Linked DNA regions of Mus musculus: region 1 is linked to region 2. The links are chromatin contacts, called in public HiChIP or PLAC-seq maps. All regions are on one chromosome and are shown on one strand. Each heading gives the region's core, a stretch centred on a gene start, on an enhancer-like site or on the middle of the called end of the contact. The rest is flanking DNA. Distances are from core to core; before and after follow the strand shown.

The links. HiChIP or PLAC-seq counts read pairs in DNA pulled down with a chosen protein or histone mark.
Region 1: an HNF4G HiChIP or PLAC-seq map of pancreatic cancer cells shows a contact between it and region 2. The contact joins the promoter of Mark4 here to the promoter of Fosb in region 2. A contact is called at or near these places in 1 of 39 promoter capture datasets (cranial neural crest), 1 of 484 Hi-C or Micro-C datasets (bone marrow-derived macrophages), 2 of 115 datasets of contacts at active chromatin or transcription factors (embryonic stem cells and pancreatic cancer cells) and 1 of 9 other capture datasets (liver).

Annotation. Positions count from the first base shown.
Region 1 is chr7:19,454,014-19,460,845 of GRCm38.p6, forward strand. Mark4 (MAP/microtubule affinity regulating kinase 4) reads right to left here and starts at 4,830. Exons shown (of 17, transcript NM_172279.2): 1 at 4,431-4,830. The coding sequence starts at 4,481. It also overlaps the pseudogene Gm23099.
Region 2 is chr7:19,305,335-19,311,490 of GRCm38.p6, forward strand. It overlaps Fosb (FBJ osteosarcoma oncogene B), which reads right to left and starts at 4,711. Exons shown (of 4, transcript NM_008036.2): 1 at 3,972-4,711; 2 at 1,786-2,106; 3 at 1,225-1,332. The coding sequence starts at 4,097.

The DNA.
Region 1 (6,832 bases), core at 3,580-6,079, 150 kb after region 2:
CCACCATGCCCAGCTTGGTGACCTGCATTTCACAAGCATGGAAAGCCAAAAAAAGCCTTATTCTACAGGCAGGGGAAACTGAGGCATAGAGCTGAGATCTGAACGCAGCCATTTCAGCAAACAGACATTCCTTGTAAGTATCACACCGGACTGACTTCATGCTTCTACACCTGTTTCTGTCTTCTTGTTTTTGTTTTTTGTTTTTTTTTGGTTTTTCGAGACAGGGTTTCTCTGTGTAGCCATGGCTGTCCTGAAACTCACTCTGTAGACCAGGCTGGCCCCTGCCTCTCCTCCCAAGTGCTGGGATCGGTGGTGTCTTTTTTATGTGCAGTTCTCGCATACTAGAGAAATGCTCCTCCACTAAGCCATGCCCCAGCCCCTCATTGAGGGATTCTAGGCAGGGGCTCCTCCACTGAGCCACACCCCCCAGACCCTCACTGGGGGATTCTAGGCAGGGGCTCTACCACTGAGCCACGCCCCCAGCCCCTCCCTGGGGAATTCTAGGCAGGGGCTCCACCACTGAGCCATGCCCCCAGCTCCTCACTGGGGGATTCTAGGCAGGGGCTCCACCACTGAGCCACGCCCCCAGCCCCTCACTGGGGGATTCTAGGCAGGGGCTCCACCACTGAGCCACGTCCCCAGCCCCTCACTGGGAGATTCTAGGCAGGGGCTGTATCACTGCATTATGCCTCCAATACCCACTTCTTTTTTGTATATGTATGCGTGTGCAGGTATGCTCACCTATAGAGGTCAAATGTTAGTTTTGGGCATTTTCCTCTATTACCCTCCACTGAAACACACCCTCTTCACTGAACCCAGAGATTGCCATGTCAGCTAGACAGGCTGGTCCCAAGCGCCTGTTATCAGCCTATCTCTAATTGCCCCACCCCCCACCCAATGCTGGGGTTACAGGCATGTTCCGCCATGCCCAGCTTTTACGTGGGTGCTGGAATCTGAACCCAGGTCTTCATACTGGCACAGTAAGCACTTTTTACCCAGTGAGCTGTCTCCCAGTCCCACCTCCCAGCCCTCACTTTAATTTGAATTTTGAGATAAGGTCTTGAAAACTTGAAATCCTCCTGCCTCAGTTTCCCAAGTAGCTGAGCTCACTGCCTTCCACTCCACCACCCCTGCTTGCCATGCAGCTTTCACGCAGAGGATGATACCATCGGCCAGGTCTTGTATAAACTGGCCCCTCACCTACACTCAGCTCCCAACAGAGCCCAGTGAGGAAGGTCCTGAACCCCTGCAGACGAGGGAGAAAGAAAGGCTGAGATAGATAGGTGCCAGCCGCATGCACCCAGCTTCCTCACAAGGACATGGCCACCAGGCATGGCATCCCAGCTACTTGGGAAGCAGAGACAACCTTAAATTCAAGGTCTGTCTGAACAATGGAGTGGGTTCAAGGACAGCCTGAGCAACTCAGGGAGATGCTGCCTCAGAGACAAGTAAAAGAACTGATGACTTGTTAATTAGGGGCTGGGGCGTGGCTCAGTGGTAGAGCCCCTGCCTAGAATCCCCAGTGAGGGGCTGGGGGCGTGGCTCAGTGGTAGAGCCCCTGCCTAGAATCCCCAGTGAGGGGCTGGGGGCGTGGCTCAGTGGTAGAGCCCCTGCCTAGAATCCCCCAGTGAGGGGCTGGGGGTGTGGCTCAGTGGTAGAGCCCCTGCCTAGAATCTCCCAGTGAGGGTCTGGGGGCATGGCTCAGTGGTAGAGCCCCTGCCTAGCATGTGGGAAACCTTGGCTTTAACTCTCAGTACTGTGCTGTGGATACTGTGGGCAGATCCCCGGCCTATGGTATGGCCCCTTGCCCAGCCAATAAAAAGAATAAGATTACCCAAGACTGGTACTCTACCCCTCACCTGTCCCCGGCTTATGACACTTGTTCCCCAGCTCCTGTGGGTCCAGCCACAGTGACCATTCTCAAGCCCAGACTTGGAAGGTTTCCCCAAGGCTCAAGCAGGGAAAGCCCTTCAGGCTCCTGAGTGTTGATCCTCCCAGATGCCACCACCGCAGCTCATGGCTCAGGGCCCGGGGAGCAGCAGGCGGGTGGTAGAGATGGGAAGATAAGGTCTCTGATCCCTGCTGAGTTAGGAGCCTGGAGAAGAACCCCTGTTGGGTGTTGCCAGGGGGCTCCCTCAGATGCAGGAAGGCACTCCACTGAAGGCTGCATGGCTGAGGGACCCCTGCAAGGGTGTAGCTGGGGCAGGGGATGACACAACCCCCAGGGGTCAGGGGCAGAAGCTAAAATTGGCCTGCACTACCAGCTGGCCCGGATCCGGATCCCTCCAGACGGACAGACGACTGGTGCCTGAACACCACACCGTGCCTGTTGCTAGGGAACACAAGGAAGCTGGCCCTGGTCTCCGCAGCTCTAGAAGTTGGTGTAGAAGAATGTGACCCTATGTGGGTATCACCCAGTAAGCAGGTAGCAGGGAGGGGTCTGCAAACTCAGACTACAGAAAGAGACTGACGTCACCCCAGACAAGACAAAAGTTATCTTCATAGGCTGGAGTCAGGGGACAGAACTACCCATCTCAGTACCCCCACCACACCCCAACAATCTTAGGAACGCAGGGAAGAGGCTCAGAGAGGCGAGGTCACTGGCCTGAGGTCACACAGTAGTGTGATGTGAATCTGAGTTTATTTGAATAATGAAGGTAGTGATAATCACAACATGTGACCTGAAGAAGTCCCTGTCAGGGAGGTGTCCCCATCAACCCACTTACAAGGAAACTGAGGCTGGAGCAGACTCTGGGAGCTTGCCTGACAACTAATGACAGCTGTAGTTGGGAACACACCGCCTTCTGACTCAGACCCACAGTCATGCCAGCAACCGAAAGCCATGAGCGCCGCCTATGTACCATCCATCCTTCACCCACATGTCTCCGGTAATTCTTTGCGGGACTCAAGTTGTTACCCCCCACCCCTCCAACACACACATACTTTCCAAGGCCGGAATCAGGCTCAGAGAAGGGGAGCCAATAGCCTGAAGACACAATGCAATCTGGCACATGGAGGCAGCATTCGAACCCAAGACTCTGGAACCATGTACCTCTCTGGCCTGGTTGAAACCTCCAACTTGAAACCTAAGCCAACAGGGGAGAGGGGCAGAGGGGGCGTTATCTGATATCTACCATATGCATTAGAAACACAGATAAAGGCCTAAGGCTGTACTCGAGAGACAGAGGTAGGTGGATCTTGATGAGTTCAAGGCTAGCCTGGTCTACCTAGAGGAACTCTTGTCCAAAAACAGAAAGTGTGTGGCCGGGCTCTGCGCTGAAGGTGGTGAGAGGGTGGCGGGTGGAGGAGCCGGCATAAGGGAAAAGGAATCGGTAAGCTGACTTTTAGACACCTGGAAAGCTGTCAGAATTACAGGAAATGCAGGGGAGGGGAGCAGGGTCCTTCGGCTGTGAGGGGAGGAAGACCCTGGCATGGGAACCAGAGGATCTGGGCTCAGTAAACTCCCAGATGTCAGGGCTAAAGGCCCAGGCAGGGCAGAGTAAAGGGAGAGGGGAAGGCTTAGGGCCTGTGGAGGGCAGAAAGCTGAGGAGGGGGGGTTTCTTCCAGAAAGCCCAACATCCAGCAAGGAAAGGGGGCTCGAGTTAGCAGGGGGTGTGAGGAGGGGGTGAGGAGGTGAGACTGGGGAGAGCCTCAGGAGGCGACCAGAGTCAGCCTAGTCTGGGGCCTGGAACCCTAGTCTTGGATGGGAGGAAGCCCGCAGGGTTGGAAGCCAAGGCTTCCCTTAGAAAGACTGGACGGGTCCCACCAAGGGGACCCCAGAGGCGACTAGGATCCAAGGACAGGGCAACCTGGCACAGCAGGGTCAGGCCAGGGAGTGGAGACACCTTGAAGGAAGCGGGCAGGGCCCTGCGCCCAGGTGCCGTTTGGCTTCCTGGGGGAGGCAGCTAGCAGGAGCCCAGGCGGAGCTGGGGACTGGCCAGGGGTAGCAGGGGAAACCAGCACCCCAACTCGGCAAGAAGCAGGGAGGACAACAGGGCCAGACTGGGTCGAGCCTTGAGGGGGGAGGGGGGAGACAGGGCTGCGCTTCGGGGAACAGGGGCCCGTGCCATCCGGGAAGAGTCGAGGCCAAGCTGCGGGCGAGCGGGCGAGCGGGGGACAGCCGGGGCAGCCGAGGAAGGGAGGGGCTGCCGGCGGGCAGGGGAGGGGGCTTCCTGGAGGGAAGAGACCGGGCGGAAGCGTTCTGCAGAGGGACCGGAGAAGAGTCCAAAGACAGGGGCGCCCCTAGGGGTCGGGCTGGGCTGGGGCTGTGGGGAGGAGGGAGCAGAGAGGCCTCAAAGTCATGGGAAGCGTTGGTCTGGGCTGTGGAGCCCGGAAAGGAGTCGAGACTGGCGGGGTCAGTGGTCCGGGAGGGCGAGGGGTTCTATGGCTGGACTCAGGCAGGGCTCCCCAAGGGGCTGGGCCCCACTCACCGTGTCCGAGTTTCGATCGTTGCCCGGGGCCAGCGCCGTCCTCGAAGACATCTTCTCTGGGGTCCCAGAAGGGAAAGGGACAGGGGCGGCCGGGCGGGGGGGGTGGGGATCCCGGGGTCCCCTCTCTTCCCCTCCCCCCCCCCAGCCGACCTGGGGACGCGAGCTCAAAAGCTGGGCGCCGTGGACGCCCGAGTCCTCGCAGAGCGAGAGCAAGAGAGGGCAGGACGGGGGAGGGGAGAAGACACCGAGGGTCCTAGTGGCCCCGTGCAAGGGGAACCCGGGGCGCCATCTGGGCGGCGGGCAGGCGGGAGGGTGCACGGGCGGGGGCCGGGGAGGGGGCGCGGAGCCGGCCCGGGGCGGCGGCGGAGGGAGGCGACCAAGGGGCCGGGGAGGAAGGGACGTCAGGGGGAGGGGCGGGAGGGGCGGGGTCCGTTTAAACTCCGCCCCCTGCCGCCGGCCCTTAAAGGTACAGGCCTGGGCTGGCTCCGGGGTTCTGGAGGCGGAGGCAGGTCTGGGCGTGCGGGTCTCCAGCAAGTTCTCACAGGAGACTCGGAGTCACGGGCAGAGAGTTGCTGAGGAGAGAGCAGAGGGAGATGTTGAGAGATGGGAAAGGGGACACACAGACACGAGGTAGGAAGAAGCAGAGTCACAAAGAGGGACAGAGAAGCCAAGGACAGAGACAAAGGGACGGACAGAAAGGGGACAGAGACAGGGAGACACAGAGGCACTCAGACACACAGAGACTGAGAGACAGAGACACAGATACAAAGACAGAGAGGAGAGAGGAGAGAGAATCATATGCCAAGGCGGAGGGAGGGAACGAAAGAGACAAAGAGAAACTCCAGGACTGGAAGACTGCCGAGGACAGGAATAAAGGAGAAGCAGCAAGAAAGGAGAGAGAGAGAGAGAGAGAGAGAGAGAGAGAGAGAGAGAGAGAGAGAGAGAGAGAGAGAGAGAGAGAGAGAGAGAGACAGAGAGAGACAGAGAGAGAGAACTGTGTACCTGTCATTCGGACCCTCAGGAGGTTGAGATAATGGATTGCTGTGAGTTCAAGACCATACACAACAAGACCCTGTCTCAGAAAACAAAAGCCAAAATTGAAGCCAGTCCCTGGGTTCAAGGACATCCTGAACTTCAGCCCCTGGTGGGGTAAGGGTAGATAACCCGCAGCCCCGGCTGGTCTCACTTTCTCAGTCTGTACAATGAAGGAGAGAGAGCCTCAGTTGCCTCTCTGGCTAGCTGGAAGCCCAGACAGGTGTTGACTTGCAGGGGCAAACAGACTGGAGGGGGAGGGGAGAGGGCTGTGCTGAGAACACACAGTGCCTTGTGTGTGTGTGTGTGTGTAGGGAGTGCATCACCCTGGTCCAGAGCCCATTGTCTTGCTGTCTTAGAAATTCTCCCTGAGCCTCAGTTTCCCTTTGTGAAAATTAGACGTTGCAGGCATAGTGGTCCTGGAAGGACTGAAGTTCTAGATCATCCTTAAGTACATAGTGAGTCCAAGACTAGCCTGGTCTACATGAGACCCTGCCAGACAGAATGAAAGCCAAAAGAGACAGAGGTTAACAGACATGTGCTAGCTAGCTCAAGCAAGCTGATCATAGGACTAGCTATTAAGCACGAACATTTTTAAAAGTTAAATTATGCAAACATGTAATTAAGCAAATTGTATTAAAAATTGGCAGGGGGAGGGGGTGGGTGCTGGAGAAATGGCTCAGCAGTTAGGAACACTGGCTACTCTTCCAGAGGACCTGGGTTCAGTTCCCAGCCCTCCCCACCCCCCACACACACATACATGGTGGCTCACAACCATCTGTAACTGCAGGTCTATGGGACCTGACACCCTCTTCTGGCTTCCCCAGTGACTATGTGCATGTACACACACACACACACACACACACACACACACACACACACGAGGCAGAACACCCAAAAACATAAGTAAACATAAAAGCTATAAAAGTAAAGAAAAGGCCCAAAGTGAGAGTAAGTGTGGCAGAGCTCAGATTATTTATTATACTTGAACAATTTATTAATTTTGGGGAGCAGGGCATGTGTGTGATGGTGAGGGAACAGGTTTTGGAAGTCAACTGTCTCCTCTCTCTGTGGGTCCCCAGGATCAAACTTGGGTCACCAGCCTCAAAGGCAAGAGCCTTCACCCCACCTCCGCAGCCAACCCTATGCATTAATTGATTTGAGACTGGTTATCATGTAACCCAGGCCTCCTGGAAGCTCTCCTATTGAGGTTGGCCTTGATCCTCCTGCCTCCACCTCAGGGAGGGCTGAGACTGCAGGTGTGAGCACCACACCCAGTTGTCTCTGGTTCTGGGAATTGTTTGTTTTTCTTTTGTTTTAACTGGAGAACACAGACTCCTCTACCACAGATTATGCAGTCACTTCCACAG
Region 2 (6,156 bases), core at 3,461-5,960:
GACAGAGAAAGGAGAATTGCTGGTCAGCGACCACACAGAGTAGCTTCACCCGCCCAACCCCACACTCATACATTCTTGCTGCTGATCCAGGGGGCTGGACAGCTCCCTCCCAACTGAGGGGACCGTCCCCTAAGAGGAAATCCTGGTAGACCATGCTACTCGTGCCTCGGTTTCCCCATCAGACTAAGAGATGGTTGGGAAGAAGCTAGGCAGGAGTGGACGTCACTGATAGGCAAGAACTCCAAGCCTGGTGTGATGGTGAACATTTGTAATCTCAACTTTGAGAGGCCGAGGAAAGGGTCCCCCTGTACTAAGGAGTACTCTGCCTTAAAGGGCAGAAGGGGGCATTGTAGCTCACTGAGTGAAGGAGATTGCCAGCAAGCACCCACAACACGGAAGGAGAGAACAAACTATGAAAATTTCCCTCTGACCTCGTATGTGTGCTGTGGTGCACCAGCACTCACTCAAACATAAGCAAATAATAAATAAACAAACGAAATAATTTTTTGAGAGGAAAAAAGAAAAACACTACAGTTTGTTGAGTCAGTAGGTAATGCTTATGTGTTGTTTTTAATGAGGTTCTGTTACCCATCTCCTTCAGCCTCCCGACGGGAAATCAGAGACACACCCTGGTTTCAAGGGGCAGGCATGAGGTGTGTGTGTGGGGGGTTGCACTGAGGTAGAAGAGAGAAAGAAGTGGGCTTGGTGGGCGCCACCAGCTCAAGTTCGGCAGAACTGTAGATAGCTGGAGTAGCAGGTAAGGAATTGACTTAGCACAAAATAGTTTCCAGCCAGAGCCAGTCAGGATGATGGCATCTCAGCCAAGGGCTGAAACTTGAGGCTATCAAGTTGGGGGAGGAGGGCTGAACTACACAGGTAGATCCCCAGCTCAGGAAAAAAAAATGGAGGCAGGAAGGCAAAATGGATTATTATTTAGTGAAGGAAAGAAGGTGAGAGAATTACCTCCTCTAGCTTGTCTCCTTAGGCTGAGAGAAAGCCAGGAGGGTGACATGTGGGGACATATTCAGGGAAAGTGGGGAACAGTCGAAAGTAAGTGGGCATGGGTCTGAGCATGCATATGGAGCCACTCCATCAGCCTATACTGACCCCTGTTCCCTAAGAGGGGGTTTCCTCGTTTAGGACACAGGCACAGTGAGAAACGGGGGAAGAACAAGGCAGAGTGCTCCCAGCACGGCCTCAAGACACCCCCAGACTCCTCCTTACCGCCTGAAGTCGATCTGTCAGCTCCCTCCGACGGTTCCTGCACTTAGCTGCAGCCAGCTTGTTCCGCTCTCTGCGAACCCTTCGCTTTTCTTCTTCTTCTGGGGTAAGCTGAGTCAGAGATAAGGACCATGAGATCTGGGGGTACCTCTATCAGCCCTAAGAAAACTCCTTCCTCCTGAACCCCAAATAATAACCCCTACTCCTCACTGGCCAGAATGGTAAAGTTCCTTCAGACTTGAGGCCTCAGAGGAACCTCCAACTATTAAGTGACAAAATTACTGTCACTTTCTCTTACTTCCCTCACCCACCTCCCCCCAAGGCCAACTTTTGAAAATAATGATCTCTTGCAGTGCAGGCTGGACTCCATAAGTAGCACAGGCTGGCCTCGAACTCCTGCTCCTCCTGCCTCCACCTTCTGAGAGCTGGGGTTACAGGTCTGCATAACCACTCCTGGCTTATGCTGTGCTAGGGATCTTCATGCATGGCAGCAAGCACTGTACAAACTGAGCCCACATCCCTAGCTAGGCTCCTCCATCCCAACTCCTGAGGCCTCATACTTACTGTCTCTTCTCGGGGTCTTCTAGGCCTGGCTCTGGCTGGACGGGCAGACACAGGTCCACTGGTGGTTGTGCTGGTTGAAGGCCCACCACTTCCGCTTGCCCCGCCAGTGCTGTAGGCACTCAGGCCTGGGGTTGAGTAGCTGGTTCCTGGCATGTCATAAGGGTCAACAGCTGGAGGCTGGGAGGCCAGTGGCTGCCCCTGGGACTGGGCCATGGAAGAGATGAGGGTGGGTTGCACGAGCCACTGAAGATCCTGGCTGGTTGTGATTGCGGTGACCGTTGGCACGAAGGAGCCGGGCATTTCCCCGAGACCGGCGCACTCCTACGGGGTGAGACATACACACACAGGCGTAGACACACAAACAAAGCCACCGACACACACACGCCCAACACACATAACACACACCGACCCCTGTGAGTGAGCACAGGGTGAGCGGGTGTGGATGTGTGTGTCACAGGCAAAAAGCCACAACACCCACCCTTCCACTACACCGTGACGCAGTGGTTAATGAGAGATTCTGTTCAACTGCCTTCTACCTCCTCCTTCTTCCTCGGGGAAAGGTTGCACGGTTCCAGCGGGTGGTGAATCACACCCCGGGTTGGTGACTCTTAGGTGTGGGGGGGTGGGTGGGAGAGGAGGCTGGACAGAACCTGGTGACAAACCTCCCGGGATGGAGCCACAGACATTCACACACACATACAGCCAAAACACCCCACCCCCACCACAGAGGGAGGGAGAGGGAGAGGCCTTAGCCCAAGCCTTCCTCTCCTCCACTCACACACAAACACACCCCCCACTGCATGAGGGCTCCCGCAGGGGCGGAGATCCCAGTTCCAACGGTGTTGGGGGACCGGCCTAAGAGTTGAGAGCATCCCTTCCGAGTGTCTGTCTCTTCCCCAGTGAGACTGACAGGTTTCAGTGAACTGATAGGCAGAGAAAAGTGACAGCGAGAATCTCTCAGACTGTCTTGCAGGGGATGGGGTGACATAGGATCTGCGTCCCCGAACCCAAGAAGCGTCCATCACGCCCCCCCCCCCCCTTCCCGCAAGTGGAATCCTAGAGGCTTAACTACTCTAGGGGGCGTGGCGAGGGAAGGGCTGAATCCCTGGCCAATCAGAGCCCTGGGAACTAAGGGAAGGCAGACCTTTTAGAGACCACCTGGCTGCCTCTCCGTAGGCTAGCTCATCTAGTGTTTGAACACCTCGGAAGGACTGAGTGTCTAGAGCTCAGGGAGCACGTATATGTGTGCCTGGAGAAGGGATGAGGCCTTCAGTTCCCCCTTAGAGGCGCTAACACTCAGCCAAAAGCCTCTAGCTTATGACAACAGGACCAGGTCCACACAAGGTCCTCGCAGACCCATGGGGTGACAACGAGTCCCCCGATCGCGACAAGAATCCCCTAGCTCTCCCTCTTGGAGACCCCCAGCACGGGAAGAACCACAAAAAGCAAGGAAGGGAGCTACGCTCTACAAATAGGAAGGGAACGCTGATTGGCTAAAGCTCGCGCCGCGACAGCCAATCACAAAGCCACGCTGCCCCCTCCCTTAGCAACGTGGCCTCGGCGTTCCAAAATAGAACGTGCCCGGGACGTCAGGGGCGGGGCGGGCGGAGGGGGCGCTGCGCGCTGTGCGTGCCCCGCGTCAGACGGAGGATTCCAGCGCGTCAGCCTTTACGCACGGGTCCCCCGTTACGTCTCCGCGCAGGAGGCGGAGGCAGCGTGACCGGGGTTCGAGGCCCTAACTCTTGCTGGGTGGAGGGTGACTGCGGACTTGCAGTCCGCGTTTTGAAGGAAGAGGGAAGAGGAGGAGGCTCCTGGAAGCTTCTCTGGAATTTTTTGTTTCTTTTTCTTCCCCTACTTGCCTAGCTTCGGCTTAGGGAGCCGGCTTTCGGCTAAAAGTTCTCAGCTTCTGCTAACCACCGGGTATATACTTTGCACCGGGCATCGCCAACGTTTGCCCAGCTGCATTCCTTTCCCGCGCTCCGCGCAAATAACCTTTTGCAAACATCACTCCATTCTTTGCAGTTTGCAAACAACAAAAAACCAAAGTGCAAACCGAACTATTGCAATCCCAGATCCTGGGTTTTGGCGCGTCTCTATTTGAGAGGATGCTCAATCTACACTTTAGCCTGAAAGAAACACCCCCCCCCCCAACCACTAAAGTAGAATCTTTACGATCTAAAACTTACCTGGGAGGCGGCGGCGGTGGGTGGACTGCCGAAGGAGTCCACCGAAGACAGGTACTGAGACTCGGCGGAGGGTGATGAGCTACACCGGGAGCCGGAGTCGTAGTCTCCGGGAAAAGCTTGAAACATTTCCCTGGGCACAGGGGGGCCCCTGTGACCACGCTGAGGTCGCCGGGAAGCCAAGGCTATGGCCGAGTGGAATGAGATGCGAGTCCGGAGTAGACCGGACACGTCTCCAAAGTGCGCTGCTCGGGGAAGCTTAGTCTCCGGTTCGGAGAACTGCCCAAGTTTCGATGCAAGTTCCCTCTGCAAGATCCCAGATCCCCTTCAGACCGCCGCTGTACCTCCTGAAAGTCCAGGCTCTGTCGGTTTCACGGGGGGCGACGCGGGGATCGCTCCCCGCCCAGAAACCCGCCGGGCAGTGCCGCGGTGCAGCGTGCGCTTCAGATGCAGTTCCAATCCTGTCGAAGCGTCCCAAGAAATGAGGGAGAGCAGAGGGGCGCGATCCAGAAGCCCACAGAAAGAAAGTCTATCCTCCGGACGAATCGGAAGAACGATCTAGAAAGAGTCTTGCAAAAAGGAAACCCACAAAACTTTCTCTCCAGTTTAAAAATATATATAAATATATATATATAAATTTTTCACGGCCTCCAAGAAGAAGAAAAAGAAAGAGTCACCAGTAGTCAAGTCCAGCAAGCCCCGGCTCCGCGTGTCCCCGGCGTAGCCGCTCCAGTCTTATGAATGAAACCGGGAGCTGCCGGGCTGAATTTATGCCTCCGGGACCCGCCCCCGCGCTTGCGTCACCCGCAACTCCATGCACAAACCTCCCAAACTCTCCCTTCCCGCCGACTGAGCTCCTTGTGGCGCCCTCCAGGGCCTCGTGCACCTGCCACCTGCCCATAGTGTGACCCTGGGGGTCTCGGGGGTCCCCAAGGCTGCGTTCTGAGGGGCTTCGCGGGAGGGGATCCCGCCCCGCCCTCCCCGGAGTTCCTGTGACGCAATTAGCCATATAAGGAGCTCGGCCAGCGCGGCCCAGTGTTTGTTTGGTATCCTAGCAATTACGTCAGAGGGAATCCCTCGCTCCTGCGCGCGCCCGCTGTTGCGCTGTGCGGAACCCGCCCGCGCCTGCGCAGTTCCACGCTGTCCCGGAGGCTGAGATTGACAGGCGCCTAAACTCCCTCAGAAGGCCCCTGCTGACCCGGGTTGGAGAAGGTGCAACTCCAGATCCCAGGTCTGCTTATACCCCTGGGACCCCACCCTCCCCAAACCGGTGCAGCGCCCCTGCTGGTGAAAAAGAGCAAGGTCCCCAGTGCAGATTCTGGCGAGAGGGGTATAATCAGTCTAGGTGGGGAAACTGAGGCTCAGGAGGAATTGGAGAGTCTGTGATATCTCCAGGTGTAGGGATGGGTAAGGATGCAGTCCCCTCCCCACTAGCTTTGTCACGGATTCTGTGTGACTCGGTGAGCTTGGAAAATGTGCTCCCTCCCTGATCTAAAACTTCAGTACTCATAGCTAAGCAAAGGATAGGTGGCTTTTCCGGGTCCCTGAATCTGGGGGACCTGCAGAATTGGAGCAGGTAGGAACCCACACCCGGTGAGTTCTTCAGGCTTGATGGTGTTGGAAGCCTCTCCTTCCCACTTAGCTCAGGAGACAGAAAAGAAAGTGTGTATACAATAATAATTGAACAATAATAATTGGTGGTGTCTGGTGGTGGTGGCAGCTGCGGCAGCAGCACACATCTTTAATCCCAGCAGAAGCAGGGAGATCTCTGTGAGTTCGAAACCAGCTTGTTCTACAGAGTGAGTTCCAGGACAGCCAGGGCTACACAGAGAAACCCTGTCTCGAAAAATAAATAAATAAAATACTAGTGCATTAATATAATCGGTGGCATGTGTTTAGCAATCAGCAGGTATCAGCCCCAGCAAGATGGTTCACAGGTAAAGGAGCTTGCTACACATACCTGACAACCTGAGTCCCATCCCTGGGACTCACGGTGGAAGAAGAAAAATGACTCCTAAAAATTGTTCTCTGATCTCCACATGCATGCAAAGACAGAAAACAACCAGTACTCATATGTAGTAATAATAATAATAATAATAATAATATCAATATTAATGATTTAAACAAAAGGGGATGTGAGGGCGGGAATGTAGCTTAAAGTGGAATGAATGTCTAGCATGTGTGAAGT